3 separate regions of the Oryctolagus cuniculus genome follow, and regions 1 and 2 are each linked to region 3. The links are chromatin contacts, called in public Hi-C and Micro-C maps. All regions are on one chromosome and are shown on one strand. The core of a region is the stretch at or near the end of the contact, and the rest is flanking DNA. Distances in the headings are between cores, read along the strand shown.

Region 1 (4,629 bases), core at 1,315-3,814, 63 kb after region 3:
TACCCCATGACGCCCTGAACCGTGGCTTCTTCGCTTCCCATCCCAGAAGGCTGAGCTGACACACATGCTGGATCTGCGCCAGTGCTGTGTGTCCTGTGATAACAGAGAGAGACGCGATTGATTTTTTTTGCTTATATATTTATTTGAGAGTCTGGGAGGCAGTGTGAGACAGACAGACAGACAGACAGAGCCCCCATCTGATGCCTCTCTCCCCACATGCTCACTTTGGCCAGGACTAGGCCAGGTTGAAGCCAGGAGCTTAGAACTCAATCCAGGTCCCCCATGTGGCCAGAACCCAACTACCTGAGCCATCACTGCTGGCACTGGCAGGAGGCTAGAAGCAGGAGCCAGAGTTGGGAATCAAACCCAAGCACTCCGATGTGGGTTGTAGACATCCTAACCTCCAGGCTAAAAGCCCACTCCTGATTGATTATTGATGTCTGTCCTGACCCAGACCCGCAGCTATTGTTCCCTATCCCATTGACAACAGAATTCGTGCACGTGCTCAGAGGAGGTGGGTCCCAGATGAGGAATCACAATTGCCCTAAACTATCCATCCCATGGAAATGCATAATCCCGTTCATTCCTGCACAGACTGGCTTAGGGCTAGCGTCTGGCCAGGCTAGACAAGATAAGGAGAATTTTGGTGGCCAGGTTCTGGGAATGTATTTTCTCTCAGATTTCTTGGGGAGGAAGCTATTTCCTTGGAAGGCAATTTCAGGATCCGATGCTCAGATGTGCAGCTGCCACCTCACAGCCACAGCAGAAGCCACGAGAATCCCTGGGAGACTGACCCAGAGCCCAGACATCACGGGGCTGTTCCATCAACCAGAACTGGAATCGCCCTCATTTGGACATCTTGCTTTGCGAATCAGCAAATGCCCTTTTGGAAACTTCTGGGTGGCTCTTCTGTTCCAGGAGCCCCAAGGGGCCCTGACCCCACCCATTTTGTGAAGGCCAGCCGAGTTCCTTGCCTGCATCCTGAAAGAATATGCCTGGGTCGGACGGACGGCGCCCTCTGCACCAACACGGGCACACCCTGGAGCCTCTCCTCGGCCAAGTGCAGAAGGAAGCCCTGCCCTTGGTCCTCGCCCCTCATGCTAGACAGACCCAGGAATCCAAGCCCCCGCATTCTGGGGCTCTGTAGCAGGTCTGTCAGTCTCTGGGCAAGGGGAAAGGCCCTGGGCCCCAGAGAACTTGTCCATGGCAGATCCCCTAGACACTCAATCACCCGGGGTGGGAGCCAACGTGCTGGGAGGTCAGAGCCGGCACCGTGGGAGCCGCTCCAGGCAGCCTTCCCTCCTTCCCTTCCTAGTCTCCCTCCTCTTCTCCCTAAGAGCTTCTTCCCCAACACCCATCGCCTCCGTCTTTCCCAGTGAGGTTTTTCCTCTGGACGCGTGGATGCTACAGAGAAGGCGCACACTCCAGCCTTGCTTGCCGCTGGATGGAGCCACAGCAGGCAAATTCTGGCCAGTGAGTGTGCGGGGAAGGATGGTGTCAACTCCACTCCCCAGCCCTTCCTCCACCCTGGGTGGGCCTTTGGGGTCATGGGGCCGTGGGCAACACCCTAGAAACAGTGGCAAGACAAGGAGCCCGGGATCCCAACTAGTCCTGGCCCTCCCGCCTGGGGCGGTTACGTGAGTGCAGCTCCCATCTCGTCCGAGCCTCTCTCCCGCTGTTCCCTTCCTTTCTCCTTCCCATCCTCAAATCCCCCTCCCTTCCCCATCTCAGCCCACTGGCCCCTTGCAAAGTGGCAGGTGACGGGAGCAGGCAGCCAAGGGTGCAGACGGCTCTGCTGCTCCCCAGTCCCCATGAACACGTCCCTGTCCCAAGGCCCTAAGCTACGGGGGATTTGTTCTGCCCTCCAGCCCCCAGGAGCCTCCCGCTGTGTCCAGCTCTGTGCTCAGCGGATAACCTGCTCCTGGGGCTGGGGCTGAGAGCCAGCCAGGGCACCAACCCCAGGCAGCCGAATGCCCAGGGCCCCACTCCCAGCTCATGAGCCCACAGGGACCGCTGTGATGCCTGGAACTGGACGCCGGCCTGGGCTCCAGACCATCTGGCTGTGCCCTCTGGCTTCCCCGGAAGGCAGGCTCTTAGACGTCAGGGGAACTGAGCCAGCCCGAGCTCAGAACTGACACCTCCAACTCTCCTCTCCAGCCCAGCTCCGAGCTTTTCCCGGGTGGGTGAGGTGGCGGGAGAAGGGGGGACAACAAGGCGTCTGTCTCGGGGAGGACCTCACGCAAACCACTGTGCAGGCCCCTTCCCCTCGCAGCCTGGCCTCTGAGCCCCCGTGCCAGCCTTCTGTCCCCGCTCAGCCCTCGCAGGCGACAGATGGTGCCTTGAAGACCAGAGCTGGGACGGGGCCCAGGGGTGCCGATGTCAGCTGCACCAGGGCTCCCCTTTCATCGCCCGGCCTGCGGCTGGGGCAGCCCCAGCTCTTCGCCCGGCTCAGTGGGGCTTAGCAGAGCTGGGAGGCTGACAGCAGGAGGCCCCCTGGGAGTGGAGGCCTGGTTGGGAGGGGGAGAGATGGCCCAGGGTGTGGAGTGGAGGCCAGAGCAGCCTCACTGGGCCTCCATCCAGGCAGTGACGTGCGCACAGGGAGCAGAGGACGGCGCCCCTCTGCCTGTGGCTGTCTGCGGAGACAGTCTCGCCCTGGGCCGGCCCCTGGCTCTGGAGACCCCCTCCAGCAAGCTGCGCCAGTGCTTGACGGGAAGCCAGGCTGGGAGTGGCTTCGCCTGACCGTCCCCAGGTCACTTACTGCCCCATGCAGCGTCCTGGTGCTGTGACGTCACCTCAAAATTCCCGAAACACTTTCCATCTGGAGTCAACACCGCTTGCAGCTGCTCCGAGGACCGCGCCCCAGGGCCAGCCACGGACTGGGATCGAGTGTCCGTCCTTGGGGAGACCAAGCTTAGGGCAAGCTTAGGAAGAACAAATTCAAAGGCAGCTTTTTTTTTTTTTTTCCAAAGAATAGACTCAAAGCTGATTGCCACCAGGGGCACAGGGAAGCACTCGTGGGACTGAAGCGCAGAAGCGCTGAGCCCAGAGGAGCAGGCGAGGCCCCCAGGGCTCAGGACTGGGCCAAGGGCACTGGGGAAGGGAGGAGGAGGAGGTAGAGACCAGCGGGCTTCGGAGAGTTCCTGGCGGGGCCGGCGCTGTGGCGCAGCGGGTTAAGCTGCAGCCTGCGGTGCCAGCATCCCACATTGGAGGGCAGTTTCAGCTGCTCGGCTTCCCAACCAGCTTCCTGCTGATGCGCCTGGAAATTGGACAGCACGTTGTGGCCATCTGGGGAGTGAGCCAACAAGTGGAAGGTCTCTCTCTCTCCCTCTCTTTCTCTCTCTCTCTCCCTCTTTCTCTCTCTCTCTCTCCCTCTCCCACTCTCTCTTTTCTCTGATACGCTTTCAAATAAAAAAATAATAAAGAACTACTGAAGTGTTCTCATGCAGAGTTATACCTTTTTTTAAAGTTCCTGGAAAATGGGATTAAAAGATAAGCTTATTTTGGTGCAAAATTTTTTGAAAACTCATGTACAATTTTTTCATAATGTGTATTTTCCATGCACTTTGAAGTCGCCCCATAGTTGGGAAGCTCTCTCACACACGCACACACACACTCACACTCACACCCCGTGCCATCCTGCATGCCATGCACCCCCAAGTCTGCATTCTGCTCTGCCAGGAATACCCTCGGTCTATCCCAGAGGCTGCTCAAATGTCACCTCCCGGTGAAATGTGCTCCCCACGCCGGCCCCACCTTCTGGCCCTCCCCTCCAGCAGATTCACTGGTGGGCCTTCCTCAGGGCTCCTGCAGGGCTCCCTCAGCACGGCCACGGCGCCAGGTCAGCAGATGGCCTCGCAGCCTGTGTGTCCATTGATCCAGGGCCACCAGGCCAGGCTGAGCCCTGGCATGACCGCTCCAGTGCCTGCCCTGTACCGGCCACAGCCCCAGCGACTTCCTCAGGCCCTGGAAGACCCAGGACAGGGGTGGGGAACCTATGGTCCAGCCTGTGGGCTGCAGAAGGCCCTCGAAAGCGGCTGGTCTGGCCCTGCCAAGGCAACGGCAGGCAGGACTGGACTTCCAATACGTCTACAGCAGGCTCATCTTTACATTGATCATTTCGTGTGGCTCTCAAAGTCTCCAAATGGCCCATGCCTGCTCCAGGATAATAATATTCACGGCGTTGTCCTAAGAAATTGGCGAGATGACAGGAGGCAGATGGCACACCCATGGGATGGTCTCCTTCAGCCCGTTTAAATCACCAGGTGTGAGGGTGCGAATCCGTGATGTTCCAGAGACTATGGAACAGGGGCTGACTGGCTGCTTGTTGTATCCTGGGAAGACTCTGAATCCCAAGTGTGCAAACGTTCAAGTGCATCGAGAGTGGCCCTTATTTAGCCAGCATGTCTCCATCCACTGGAACTCCAGCCCCGGAACATTCCAGACGAGCAGAAAGCATTCTCTCTGGGACAACGCAGAGCCAAATGACAACAAGCCTGACTTCATTCACCCTGTGTCCCCATACCTGCTGGACAGGGGTCTGAAACCAAGGACAAACATCACTCAGGCCAGGAGAGCCAGGGTCACTTGGAAGTTATCAACCAGAATTTCCCTCATTTGAAGACGTGCGTT
Region 2 (4,165 bases), core at 799-3,298, 42 kb after region 3:
GGTGCTGCTGAGCTGTAGTGTTGTGCCCTGCCTCGCCCCACCATGAACAAGTCTTGGGTTAAGTGTTTCTCCACACCCCCACCACGGGGCGCTGTCTGGTGGGGCAGTCCACACCAACCCACACAGCGAGCGCCCCATCCTGCACCCCCTCCCCAGGGAATCCCGCAGCTAAGGGCCTCTCAGCAGATTCCCACCAGCCAACGCCTGACGCCGCCCCTGGGGAGGGGGCGCGCTTGCAGCCGGGACCTGAAGAACGCCAGGGCGAGGGGTGCAGAGGCCAGCAGCAGCCTGAGCGAGCGCGCCAGGTACGCCTGCTGGGAGCCGGGGATGAAGATGGGCTCACGGGCTCCCCCTTCCTCCACGTTCGCCCCCGTCGAGACCCTCACACTCAAGCAGCCCCAAGATCGCTCCTTCGCGGTGTTCTGGGCCTCGCCCGCACCAACGGGGCGTTAAGACCCTTTACCCACACCAAATACTCCCAAGGGAAAGAGTGTCCCTCCCCGCTCCCGGGACAGAGTTCCACATTTCCCTCCCCACGCCCCCACGGCGCCCTGGGGACTCCAGGAGACAAATATTCGCGGCCATAAAAATGAACGCCGAGGCTGGAGTCTGACGCGCAGTCAGGCTTATATCCCGGGGTGCCGGCGCGGACCCGGCCCCGAGAGCTCCAACCCTCACCTCCACTTTGCAAGCTCAGATTCGTGCCAGCGCTGCGGCAGAGGTCGCGGCCCCACGACTGCCCAATCCCGTGTGGGCCCCGCGGTCGGACCGTGCGGCGACAGCTTGCTCCTCAAACGCACCCCTGCCCTGGCAGCTGTGCCGGGTCACCCAGCCACCCACCCGGCCGCACGCCCCCAGGCGCGGGGAGCGGGACGCGGGGCGCAGGTACCTGCTTCCTGAGCGCCTCGAAGGCTGCGCTGATGGTGTGCACCCGCGTCCGCTCCCTGGCGTTCGCCAGGAGCCTCCGGGTCTGCTGTAGGGCTTTGATCTCCGAGGAGGCGGCGGTCGCCTCGCCCGGCCGTTTCCTAGGCGACGCGGAGGAATCCGGGTGGTTATTGTAAATTACGTGTGAAATTGACGAGTAGGAACTTTCCCCCGGGCGCGTGGGGAGCGCGGGGCGCACCGAGGGCTCCGGGGGCGCGGGGGGCGCGGCTGGCGCCGGGCGTGCGGGCGGTGCGCACAGCAAGATGCGGGGACGCAGGCCGGGCTCGCGGAACGACGGTGCCTCGGGACCTCCAGGTGCCTGGCCCAGGGGCGCTGGAGGCGGCGGCGGCGGCGGCGTGGGGAGTCCCGGACCCACTGCGCCCAGGGCGAAGCCGCGTTTCCGTGCGTCCGAGACCTCCGGCGCCCCGGCGCCCCTGCGCTCCCCAGCTGTGTCCGCGCTCCCACCTGGGAGAACGGCCGGCGCCACGGCGGCTGGCACAGGGGCCAGAACGGGGACGGGCTGCAGCCGCTGGGTCCTGTCCCGCAGCCCGTTGGTGGCGGCGGCGGCGGCGGCGGCGGGCTCGGGCGCTTCCAAGTCCAGTCGGAAAGTTTTATAGCCGTTCGCGCGCCGCGCCGGCTCCTTGCCCTTGCGCTTGAGCTTCTTGAGGCCGTTCAGCTCCTTCACGCACACGGTCTTCCACGGCCCGTCCTCGAGGACCGGGATGTGCTTCATGGCGCGGACAGCGCGCGGGCCGGGGGGGGCGTGGGGACGCGGGACGCGCGCCGGCTGCACCCGCTCTGCACGCCGCGCGCCGGCTCTGCCCGGGCCGCCGCCGCGCGCAGCGCCGCCGAGTCTCGGGCGCTCCCCCTCCGCCCGCCCGCGCTCCCGCCCGCGCGCCCTCTCCCCCTCGCCCGGGGCAGCTGCGCCGCCGGCTCGGCGTGGCCGCGGGGCCGTCCGCTCCCGGAGCGCTCAGAGTGTCATCTGAAGTCGCTGCCGCCGCGCCAGCACTGCTGGAGAACGCCCGCTGCGCTCCATCTGTGTTTGTTTAGCCTCAGTTTACACAGAAGCCCGGTTCGCGAGATCAGTCAGCGCCGCCGCCCGGAGAGGAGGCAGCTCCTGCAGCCGTCGCCTCCCCAGCCCCAGCCGCCCGAGCCGCGAGCGCCTTTAAAGAAACAGGAAGCATTTTTCAAAACAGCTGGGCCGCCGGCCGCCTCCTTTGTCCGCGTGCTCTCCACCTCCTGGCCAGCCCCCTCCCGTCGGCGCGGAACCTGCCTCCTCGGGACCCCCGCCCCGCCCCTGTTCGGATGGGGGCGCGCTGCTCCCTGCCCTGCGCCTGGGCGCGTGGCCCTCTGCGCTGCGCCCTTCCGCACAGCCCCGCGGGGCCTGCCCTGCTGCAGCTTCTTGGGGACACAGCGCCCACCTTGCCCTCTGCCCGCCCGCTGCGGCTTGTCCCGTTCGGGCGGACCGAGAAGGGTCAGCGACCCAGTAAGCGCTCTCACTTGCTGGAACAAGGAAGCCAGGAGTATTTGAGAGAGTTTAGGCCCTAGGGAAACTGAGGCTGCACACGCTTTTCCCGAGCAGCAACAGAGGATGGAAGGTTGGGATTCGCACACTGCCCTGGCGCCTGGGAGAATCTGAAGCCCTCTCACCACAGGCCCCTGTGAATGAGAAATTCAGGGGACATCAACGCCCGAGTCCCAGCGGTGCCCAAAGGAATCCCGGCACCAGGCACGTGGGAGGTGGTGTTTATGAGTATGAATGAAGTACTAACTGAGGCAGAATCCCTGGGTGCACTTGCTGGGTGATCTCCAGAATTCATCCCTTAACCTCAGCGTGCCTCCATCCCCTCATGGTGCACAGGGGCTCCTGGTCTTGTCTTCCACCTGAGGGTTGGGAGAGCAGAACCTGGCTCAGAGAGAGAGATCTGCAGGTGCTGGCCCCTGGGACTCCCCAGGTCTCCAGTCCTCTGTGCCACTCCACTCTGACAGGCAGAGGTCAGACTAAGAGCCCTGGCACACAGGCCACCTCCACACGTCTGCCCCCCCCCCCCCCGGGACAGCTGGGGAGTTCTCTCACCTCTGACCCTCTCACCGTGGCTGTACCTCCTGCGTACCCAGAAGATGGTCCCTTGACCCTGGCCTTGAGCTCTAGTAAAAGTGCAAGGGCTCACGCCCAGCCTGGAGAGTGACCTGCAGCATGTGGGGGTCTGGGAGGTGGGCTGAGAGTCTGGGCCCGAGGTCCAGGGACAAGCACCCAGCGCTGTTGGGCCTCAGCTTTTCTACTGCGATGGTGAACAGGGCCTGTCGTCCCATGGGAGCCCTGTTTCTGCCTTGGAGGATGATATCCCTGGCTAGCCAACGTCTTCGGGAAAACAAAAGGAGGTCATAAATGGAAAATGACGTTGACGTAGGCTTGAAACACAGACACACACACACACACGCACACACACACACAGTGCGCACGCATGCACGGCGCATGCTGAGAAGTGATTTGCTGACTACAGTGAATCCTCTGAGATGGTTCCCCAGACACCCCCTTCCCTGCTCACCTGGCTCTGCCTGCACCTCACCTCTGTTCTGAAGACCAAGGGCGTGCCCCCTGCTTCCCCTGTGGCTTCCTCATCCAGCCCTGGTCCCTAACACGTGGCCTTTGCTCCTGGCCGAGTATGCCCCTCCTCTCATGTCCACCTCCAGTTCCCCCTCCTCTCAGAAGCCCTTGCTGATCGCCCCAGCCTGCCGTGGCTCCTGCTTGCTTCTGCCGCCCCGGCAAGCCAGCTGCACCCTCCGGATTGGTGAGTACCTGAAATGCCTGCTGCCCAGGAAATGTTTGCTGAAGCACACCAACCCTTGTGCCCTCTCCATCGCTCTGTCTGGAGCCCCGACCCAGCGCATCTTGCCAGGCAGTGGCAGAGATGGAGCGAAGCTGCAGGGCTCCGGCTCTTTCTGGACCTCGCTTTCCTGTATGAAGCAGAGACGATAACAGCGCACCATGCCTCAGGCAGACATAAGGGTGGCCTTGGGCCTCCTGTGTCAGCCCGGACCCCGGGACCTGCCCCCAGACTCCAAGTGCAAGTGCAGGCGGTGTTGCTGTGGCCAGGTGGGCTGTGTGAGAAGTTTCTGGCAGGGCTGTGTCAGCCCTAAAGAGACCAGGAAGAATCGCTCGTCTTGGTTCAGTAGTGAGCCCCACTCGCACTGGTCCTGAGACCCTTACCAAGCCCTTCGGATAGAGCAGCAGGTCCCT
Region 3 (4,253 bases), core at 594-3,093:
CTCACTTGCAGCTCCCAGCCCCCTCGGAGGGGCCAGCTCACCCCAAATGTGACTTCTCAGGAACAAACCAACACTGCAGCCCCCACTACATGCCAGGGGCTCTCAGACTCTACTGTCTGTCCATCCAGAGGAAGGGAGGTAGACCAGATCTCCCCAAGGGGAAAACAGATGAAGTGACTTGCCCAGGACCTTGTGGGACTGCAGTGCCAGGGCTCGCACCCAGATCTCTGGATCCCGACAGCTGTGTTATTTCACAGCACTGCCGAGACCTGTAGGTGTGGGCACTGGGGGGTTGGGCTGTCTGGGGGAAGCGGGAAGAGGGCTCCAGCTGCCCAGCCACAGGGAGCGCAAATGCCTGGGAAGTGTCCGCCCTTCCCTGGGGCTGAGCATGGGCTCCTGGGCAGCACTGCTGGGGGGAGGGGCACAGGGGAGCGCAGCTGCACACTCGCTGGCTTGACGACCTCCTGGCTGGAAGCAAGTGTCGGGAACATGGGGTGATGCCCACCAGCCTCCCTCTCCTGCTTTCCTCACACCCAGGTCACCAGTAAAGGACACAGTCACCGATCACCCCTGGGAGAATCCATTCGCCCACATGGGAGAGCCTGCTCTGCACCGGGGCTGGGCTGCACCTGCAGGGGTTCTGATGAGGGCCCAGAGTGTGTGGGCAAACCCAACACCCAAGAGACGGGACGCTGACAGCCCTGGGGGTGGGGGTGGTTGGAGGAGCTCCGAGAGGGAGCGAGTCTCTAAGGAGGGAATGCTTGGGGCTTCGGGAAGGGGCTGAGCCAAGGCCAAGAAGTAGGAGGAGGGAGCTTGGGTGCCTGTTGACCCAAGTGTGCCAGGCTGAGGCTGCCACACACAGCTGACCAGCAGCCCTGGCCACCAGTGCCTCCTGGTACAGCTCAGCCGGCGCAGAATCTGCCTGGGTTCCATTGTCTGATAGTCCCGCCTGTCACCAGCTCTCTGCCCTCGGGGCTAGCCGTTCAATCCTCGTGTTCCAGTTCCTCCTCCTGGGGCTGCCATGAGAATGAACCCAACTGAACTCCAGGCAGTGCTTAGCCTGGGCCCGGCTCATAATGGCACCGTTACTGTTACTTGGTAACAGTAGTAGCTAGAGCTACCCGTTTCTTGAGCACCTACTGTGTGCCAGGCTCTGGGCTGTTTCCCTATCTACATCATCTCTTTAATCACCAAGGGAACTCTCTGAGGTAGTTGAGCATTGATGCACCCATTTTATAGATCAAGAAACAGAGCCCCTTAGCTGCAAAGTGGTGAGTTGGGCTCTCACGACCCAGTGTCCAACAGCAGCACCTTGGGGTGGGGGTGGGGGTCCATGCCAGGCAGTTTATGGGTCAGAGTTTTCTGAACTCAGTGTTGAGGGCGCCTGTGCCCTGGAGGCAGAGTGAGAGAAATCCAGCGCCTCCCACTCTCCCCCTCTCCCCTGCTCTGCGCCCACCCCCAGGGGCCTGGGTTTCAGAGAACAGACGTGGGCCCCCACTCCCACCAACACCTCCCCACCCCCGCTGAAAGCGTGCAGGGGGAAGGCGCCCTCATCAGTGCACAGCCGTGTCCCGCGCCGCGCCTGATTCCTCTGGAACCCCGGCGCGCACAGACAGAAGTTGTGTACACAGGATTTTAGTATTTCCTCTCCGGCTCCAGCCCCAATTTGAGGGCCTGTAAAAGCTTGAATGGCGTCCAGTGCGGCGTGGTTTGCCTGAGCTCGGCTCCCGGCGCTGAGTCAAAGCAGCCCACACAGGGCCCGGGCGCCTGCGGGGCTGGAGACCTGGGGGTGGGGGGGCCGGGGGCGCCTGCCGGGGGCGGGGGAGTCGGGGACGCCCACACCCACGTTCAGGCGGCCGCCTGTCCGCCCGCCCGCCCCGCGCTGGCCTCGCTGCCGCTGAGCAAACCGTCTTCACTCTCGCACGCCTGGGGAGAGGGAGGGCGTGACTGCCTGACCCGTGTCTTGCCCCCGCGCGCCGCCGGGAACCTGTCCCACTGCGGTGGGGTGGAGGCGGGGGTGGGAGGGGCAGGCTGCTCCCTGTGGCTGAGGGCTGGTCCAGATGTCTCCCCCGGGGGTCCTGCCTCCCTCCTTGCCTTGCAACCAATGGTCTGTGTGAATCTGCAGGAGGCACGCGCCCTCCCTGGGCATGACAGGGGCAGTGGGGCCCCAGCCCTGGCCCCTGCTAGCTCCAGCTGCAGCAGGCTGGAGTCTGTAGAGATTGGGAGCAGCCTGGTTTGCCAGCAAGGTGCTAGGGCCTCTCTCCTCCAAGGGCCGAACCAGCCAGCGCGGGGAGCTGTGAGCTTCAGAGGAGAGGCTGGGCTGGACAAGGGGCAGCTGGGACTGGGGAGCACTGTGGGAACTCAGAGCGCCTCACTCTCCTGGGATGGGCTTGGGCCTTCCAGGGGTCACTCACATCCTGAGCCCTGGCCTCTGTCCACCCAGCCCAAGGCAGACCGGACCTGGGCCTCACCCAGTGCACTCACTGTGGACACGCTCACACCCCACACTCTCTGCCCTGCAATTCCAAATGTTTTTTTTTTTTTTTTTAAGATTTATTTATTTATTTGAAAGCAGAGTATGATAGATCTTCTATCTGATGGTTCACTCCTCAAATAGTCACAACAGCCTGATCTGGGCCAGACCCAAGCCAATAGCCTAGAACTCCATAGGAGTCTCCTTCATGGGTGGCAGGGTCCCAAGCACTTGGGCCAACTTCCACTGCCTTCCCAAGTGCATTAGGAGGGAGCTGGATCAGAAGTGGAGCAGGGCTGGCGCTGTGGCGCAGTAGGTTAAGCCTTTGCCTGTGGTGCCAGCACCCCGTATGGGCGCCAGTTCCTGTCCCAGCTGCTCCTCTTCTGATGCAGCTCTCTGCTGTGGCCTAGGAAAGCAGTGGAGGATGGCCCAAGTGCTTGAGCCCCTGCACCTGTGTGGGAGACCCAGCAGAAGCTCCTGGCTCCTGGCTTCAGATCAGCCCAACTCTTGCTGTTGCAGCCATTGCCATTTGGCGAGTGAACCAGCGGATGAAAGATCTCTCTCTCTCTCTGTAACCCTGCCTCTCAATTAATTAAAAAAAAAAAAAAAAAAAAAGTGGAGCAGCCAGGACTTCAACCAGAGCTCCAACACAGGATGCCAGTGTTACAAGCGGTGGCTTAACCTGCTGTGGCACAATTCCAAACTTCTAAAGCTCTGAAAACAGAACACGTGTTCGTATGTGCACACTCGTGTGTGGTATTCGGGGCAAAGCTGACCTGAGTGGAATGCATTTGGCTTCAAGTGGCACAAGATGCTTCACTCGGTCTTTATCCTACTCGCTAGGAACATTCATCCCTGGCATTAATGAATATTAATAATAATGCATTGATGACAGGAGCCACCCCAGGCCCTGCTGAGAGAAACGAGCTTACATAATCAACACCAGAGCCCAACATGACCTTGCTAACCCTCCTTAAAAAAAAAAGAAAAGTCACAACTTCTGGCCAGATCTCTTCTTTCTCTGACATGGTAACCAGCAAGCCAGAAATGGTGGCCGCTCCGCCAGCCTTGGGCCCGGAGTTGAGGGCGATGGAGCAGAGCCCCCGGGGGAAGGGCCTATGAAACCGAAGTGCTTTTCCGAGCTCCCGAGCCACTGGGTACACACCACTCCTGAGGCCAGATGGGTGCGCCGTCCCCTGCTCGCCAACCAAGCGATTCTGTAGCAGCCACCACCTGGGCGTCCTCAGATTCTGTGATCCTGGAGACAGTGCCGGGCCGCCAGGCTCGGGACGCCGTCCCATGGGCCCAGGTGCCTCTGACTGGCGCCGGGGCTGGCTTGGCCCCTTCCTCAGGTGGAGCAGCTCGGAGAACTCAGGGCAACACCTGCCCCCCCCCCCTTACCCATTGCCTATTGGAAAACACAGCTGAGGGAGGCTCTGGGTGGGACAGCAGTTAAGGTGGCACCTGGGACTCCTGCACCCCGATTCAGAGTGCTGGGCTGAAGTCCCAGCTCTGCTTCCAGTTCCAGCTTCCTGTTGCCGTGCACCCTGGGAGGCAGCAGGGTGAGGGCTTCAGTGACTGGGGCCCTGCCACCCATGTGGGAGACCTGAACCGAGTTTCCGGATCCTGGCTTCAGCATGGCCCATTCCCACCTGTTGGAGGCGTTTGGGGAATGAACCAATGAGTGGGAGATCTCTATCTGCCTTTCAGGTAAGTAAAAATTTAAATTTTTAATTATATATATATACACACACACATGTATTTACACAAACGCACACAC

The links. A called contact is a pair of places that touch in the nucleus more often than the background predicts.
Region 1: a contact with region 3 is called in a Hi-C map of skin fibroblasts, with 3 times the contacts expected there. The contact joins two enhancer-like sites. A contact is called at or near these places in 4 of 6 Hi-C or Micro-C datasets (ear pinna, psoas muscle, skin fibroblasts and 1 more).
Region 2: a Micro-C map of ear pinna shows a contact between it and region 3, with 11 times the contacts expected there. The contact joins the promoter of ATOH8 here to the enhancer-like site in region 3. A contact is called at or near these places in 4 of 6 Hi-C or Micro-C datasets (ear pinna, liver, psoas muscle and 1 more).

What each region holds. Positions count from the first base shown.
Region 1 is chr2:116,967,212-116,971,840 of mOryCun1.1, forward strand. No RefSeq gene overlaps it. Among named protein-coding and RNA genes, the nearest start is that of ATOH8, 22 kb to the left of the region's middle. Within about 2 kb of position 2,565, at least 5 of the 8 cell types and tissues checked have an H3K27ac peak or open chromatin away from gene starts, as enhancers often do. A contact at or near this core is called in ear pinna, where this site is marked.
Region 2 is chr2:116,945,942-116,950,106 of mOryCun1.1, forward strand. ATOH8 (atonal bHLH transcription factor 8) reads right to left here and starts at 2,049. Exons shown (of 3, transcript XM_008254167.4): 1 at 890-2,049. The coding sequence starts at 1,657.
Region 3 is chr2:116,904,613-116,908,865 of mOryCun1.1, forward strand. No RefSeq gene overlaps it. Among named protein-coding and RNA genes, the nearest start is that of ATOH8, 41 kb to the right of the region's middle. Within about 2 kb of position 1,844, at least 1 of the 8 cell types and tissues checked has an H3K27ac peak or open chromatin away from gene starts, as enhancers often do. A contact at or near this core is called in ear pinna, where this site is marked.